Regions from separate parts of the Zea mays genome. Here region 2 is linked to region 1. Evidence: chromatin contacts called from public Hi-C data. All regions are on one chromosome and are shown on one strand. The core of a region is the stretch at or near the end of the contact, and the rest is flanking DNA. Distances in the headings are between cores, read along the strand shown.

Evidence for each region. A called contact is a pair of places that touch in the nucleus more often than the background predicts.
Region 2: a Hi-C map of ear shows a contact between it and region 1, with 1.7 times the contacts expected there. The contact joins the enhancer-like site here to the promoter of LOC103641545 in region 1. A contact is called at or near these places in 2 of 25 Hi-C or Micro-C datasets (ear and tassel).

The regions. Positions count from the first base shown.
Region 1 is chr10:107,608,303-107,610,948 of Zm-B73-REFERENCE-NAM-5.0, reverse strand. It overlaps LOC103641545 (Protein SMAX1-LIKE 4), which reads left to right and starts at 1,359. Exons shown (of 3, transcript XM_008664889.4): 1 at 1,359-2,646. The coding sequence starts at 1,734.
Region 2 is chr10:107,755,086-107,757,731 of Zm-B73-REFERENCE-NAM-5.0, reverse strand. No RefSeq gene overlaps it. Among protein-coding and RNA genes, the nearest start is that of LOC109943022, 85 kb to the left of the region's middle. Within about 2 kb of position 1,296, at least 10 of the 20 cell types and tissues checked have an H3K27ac peak or open chromatin away from gene starts, as enhancers often do. A contact at or near this core is called in ear and tassel, where this site is marked.

The DNA.
Region 1 (2,646 bases), core at 110-2,609:
ATGGATGCTTGCTACATGCTAGGAGGGCGCAAGGAAGGACGTGGAGAGGGCGGTTCGGGTGCTCAAGGGTCAATTTCATATTCTCAACCATAGATCGTTCTTTTTTTCACCAGTTACTCAGTGTGATCATCTATGCATGTATCATTTTGCACAATAAGATCATTATGGATGACCGTGGAACATCATACAACACGGATGGCTATGAGACAATCAGAGTTCTCTATTGTAGTATTACCGCTAAACACCAACATGCTTTGTTGCCATTCTTTAATGGGGCATATTAAGGATCGACACCAAAGGAATTCGTTTTTTATTAGTTATGTGTTTTTTTAAAATTTTCAAGTTTTATGTTTTATGCATTGTGTAATTTTTGTTTTAGTTTGACCTATGTGTTGTGTATTTTTAAATAATGTAGTTTTTAATTCTCTTTATAAATTACAGAGTTTATATTTGCTTATTTATATGTTCGATAACTTTTCTCTTTCAATGAAACATTGTATTTCATTTACAACAAAAGGGCCTCGAAAAACTTCTTTATGAAGAGCTTTTGCTTTTTTTGAGAATCCAAATTTCTGGATAATCTAGATGTCGCGGGAATCTAAATATCGTGGGACTTACATGCGGAGGAAGATGAAAGGTCTATATGGTTTAGGTTTTTCGAAGATGGTGGATTCCTCTTGGCTCGACAGATTCTGCATTCACGTTAATTTGGACGATTTTTATAAAAGTGATTGTGACAGAAGTAGACTAAGAAGCGAATCATTTTGGCTGTTAGAAGCCGATTCTGACGGCTAGAATCTAGCCAAAAGATGAAACAAACATGGTTTATAAAAGAAAAGCTGACGTGACGCTGATATGGCTATATAATGACGATAAAGATTGTGCACTAGAAAGTTTGATAAATAAGACAATTAAAGATTGCATATTTGAAAGTTGTGATAGATAAAAGCTGATGCTGGTAGATATAGGGCATGTTTGGTTTAACTTTTTTCTGACCAGCTTTTCTGAAAATCTGGCTGTGGGAAGAATCTGACTGTGGGGAGAATCTGAGTATCATTACGATTACATGTGGAGAAAGATAAAGTTGTTTATAGGGCTCAGGATCTAAAAAGTGACGGATTTCTACTATTACAACGACTCAAACGATTATGTGTTTATGTTGATTTTGGATGGTTTTTGCCCAAACGAATTTTATAGAACCTGGCTGGCCAGAAACTGCTAGAAGCCGAAACAAACGGGACCATAGAACGTGGATAATGACGTGACCATAGATATAGCCTAGAGGCTGAATCCGGTCTAGACCGTGTTTAGTTTCTCTTCAGTCCATTATGTTTAGATGGAACGTAAAGATTCTCATGACTATTTATTCGATTCCCTCATTAGTTTAACAGGTGCACTGTTACGAAAAACGAAAATAATCTACGCACTTAGCGAGATTCTTGCTTATTTTCATTCATAAGCGGCACGCTCTAAATGGAAGCAGCACCGCTAGCTAGCCTACACACATACGGCCTACCGAGCACAAGTAGAGCGCTCACGTCTGATCTGATAAATAAAAAGAGAGTGAAGAAGCGCTCAGCTAGCTCACACGCCATCATTGCTGCGCTGCCTCCCAACGTTCGGGCAAGAACGAAGGCGTCTTTCGCTTCCATTGCTGCTGCGAGGGAGAAGAAGCCAGAACAAGAACGTGAGACACACATACATCGTGTGAGGTGGCGTGCTGACGGCGAGGGATGCGGGCGGGGGCATACACTATCCACCAGTCGCTCACCGCCGAGGCGGCCGCCGTGCTCAAGCTCGCGCTCGCGCTCGCGCGCCGGCGCGGCCATGCGCAGGTCACGCCACTGCACGTCGCGTTCGCGCTGCTGACCGGCCCCGCCGCGTGCGCGCAGCCTCTCGCGGCCTTCTCCTCACCCGCGTCTCCGGCGGTGCCGTACGGTCTACTCAAACGTGCCTGCTTGCGGTCGCACCCGGCGCCCGGTCCGGCGGCGTGTCACGGCGCGCCCCAGCACCCACTGCAGTGCCGCGCGCTTGAGCTGTGCTTCAATGTAGCGCTCAACCGCCTGCCCGCTTCCGGCCCGCAGTCGGCGCCCTCCTCGACGTCGCCATTCACGTCGCCGCTTATCCAGCCCAGCCCCACACTCTCCAACGCGCTCGTCGCCGCCCTCAAGCGCGCGCAGGCCAACCAGCGCCGCGGGTGCGTTGAGCTCCAGCAGCCGCCGCCACCAGCAAATGCGCCGCCAGCACAGCAGCAGGCGCTCCTCGCCATCAAGGTGGAGCTGGAGCAGCTGGTCATCTCCATCCTCGAAGACCCCAGCGTGAGCCGCGTCATGCGGGAAGCCGGCTTCTCCAGCGCCACCGTCAAGAGCAACCTCGAGGAGGAGAGCGCGCTCATGCCGCCGCGTTCCTCGTCGTCCCCACCGCTGCCGCTGCCGCCGCCGCCCATCCCTCCCCACTTCTTCATCGACCCCAGCATTCCCTCCAGCGGCAAAGCTGGTGACCGCTTCGGGCTCTGGCCGGCGCACTTCTTGTCCGCGGCGCCGGGCCCGGGCGCATGCAACGACGACGTCCGCGCGGTCCTGGAGGTGATGGTCCGGAAGCAGGAGCGGCGAAGCAACCCCGTTGTGGTTGGCGACTCGGTGTCCA
Region 2 (2,646 bases), core at 47-2,546, 150 kb before region 1:
TGGCATAAAAAACAAGGCAACACAAGTTGAGAAGTTTGGACATTCGTCCTTAAGTTATCACTTCTTCGAAGTGTTAGCTTGAGGACGAAGGTTTTTAAAAGAAGATGCGAATAAAACAATATTGAACAAAATGACAATGAACAATAAAGTATGAAACTCATCTTTTGTGCCTTAGCATTTTTTTATTCCACATTCCTTCGTATTGTACAAGTTTACAAAAATGCATTCGGCTTCTTTGCACAAGATAGCTAGAAGATACTTCGAAGACTGAGCGAAATGAAGCTTAATTAAGGCCCTCAAAAAGGTGAATTTATGTAGGGCACCGCTCACCTATTTATAGGGGAAGTTGAATAGTTTCGTTAGAAATTACAAACATGTCTACAAAGTTTACACACATGATTTACAAATGATGCGGGAACATCACCGTCTTTTCTCTTTCTTTCTTGCTGAACAAGCCTTGGACTTCTTCTCCTTTGTCGCTTTGCATCCGAAGCTATCTCCATGCCGAGGCTAGCGACCTCGGCACGCACCTTCGCTCCTTGCGTATATGGACGAAGCTTTTCTTTACAAACTGCTTCCGTCGAAGGCTAGATTGGTTCGTCCTTTATTATACGTCTGAAACACATCTTATACTAAAGCAAAAGCATTTTGCGGACCTTCGATATATGTTATCATATATTTTTCTACAATGATATTGATATGTTAGGTTATTGTTTTAGTTCATATGAACTATCGAGGGTGCCCGCTCATGAAGCGCCGCCGCCGCGCCGCCGCTCTACGGTTTTCAATTCGAAGCAACTTTTTACTACTAATACCAGCACCCTCTCGATAAATGTTGCCTTTCTTTTTTTACCACTGCCGCTCAAATAATTCCAGAACTAAAAAGCCTAAACCCAAGCCGATCCCAGCACCACGTCTCAGTACTCTTTGCCGCGTGCGCGCACGCCGCGCGCTGGCCCTCTTCATCCCTCGCAGACTCGGCCCTGCATTAACTGTGCCGAAGCAAACGTCCCTTTTGGACGACGATCAGACGGCCACACTGCGGTTTGTCGAGAATGTGCAAGCCGCGGCCGGCAAGGACATATGCCCGCCTCGAGCTTCGCGAGAATGCTGCCTCGGGTTTCGCAGGAATGCTGCACAGCACAGGCACAGGCACAGCCTGTAGGCATCGTCGTCGGTTGCAGTAGTATCTGCATGGAGTTTTCTTTCCCATGCCAAGATGCCTGCTCGTCTCCGTGGACGCATGCGATCACTCGTCGCTCTCGCGTACCACACTACTCTGAAACCCGGCCGGCCGGCCAGTCTGTGCGTGTCTCTGTCTGCGTCCTATCCTATGTGCGCATGCATGCATGCTGGGTTGTCGACGCTGATGACCTGATGGGCTAGCGACATAGAGCTTCAGCCTTTTCTCGCTATGGAGGCAGGAGTGTTGTAGGCCAACGGACGGGCAAGGGAATGTAAATTGCTGTCTTTTGCTCGTTTCTGGCGGGCACTATAGTGAGGTGTCTCTAAACTGTGTGTGTGTGTTTTTTTTGCTTTATTTTCACGTGACAAACAACATTTATCTAAGGTGCTCTTTGGATCTATTCATTTTAGACGAATTAGAATTTACTTAATAAAGTAGTCTATTTAACTTAGAATTTAACATTCCACCACTTTCAAAGCTCAGATATAAGTTTATCTTAAATTCATGGAGTGTAGTATAGAAAATAAATTTATATATCAATGGAATATGTTTCTACTCTACAAGTCATAAGACGCTCTGTGATCCACTCCGATCCTCACAACTTTATCGAAACATTCTCAATTTTTTATCACAGCTTCTACATATGATATCATGACATGTGATCAAGTTTCATGATTTTCTGACTTTGTTTGTGTTTTATACAATTTTAAAACAACTTGATGACAAGTTCATGGTTATGTTTAGTGAGCATGGTGCTCCAAGATTCGGGTCTGCTCCTAAAATCGGTCGTAACTTGTGCTAAATTATATGGATATCATTTTTGCATGCACGATTTTTCATGTTTCGAGTGACTTGCAGTTCAAATGTGAATTTTCCGAAGAATGGTACATGTAGATCTACATAGTGTAGGAAAACACTTTTATAATTATGCCAAAATGGTACATGTAGATCTACATAGTGTAGGAACATACCACAAAAAGTTTGGTTGGCAAAATAATAAAATAAAAATATACTTTGTCGAGTGTCCTCGGAAGGCACTCGGCATAGCTTGCTCTGCCGAGTGTCAAACGGGGGCACTCGACAAAGAAGCTTTTTTGCCGAGTGCTAGAACTCGGCTCTCGGTAAAGATAACGGCCGTTAGCTTTAGACGGTGGCTGACGGCCATTTGCCGAGCGTTACCGTTCGCCGAGTGTCTGACACTCGGCAAAGATGTCTTTGTCGAGTGTTTTCCTGTGCCGAGAGTCCTGGTCTCGGTAAACGTGGTCGTTATCGAGAGCAGGACTTCACCGAGTGCGGCACTCGGCAAAGACTTTTTTGCCGAGTGCCCGACAAAAAATACTCGGCAAAGCGCCAAGCACTCGGCAAAGAGCCGGATCCTGGTAGTGTTAGTACCAAACACATTCCCTCAAGCTGTTAGTTTACCTCTATTTTTTAGATCTTTTCTCTTGCTGCTAGTTCAT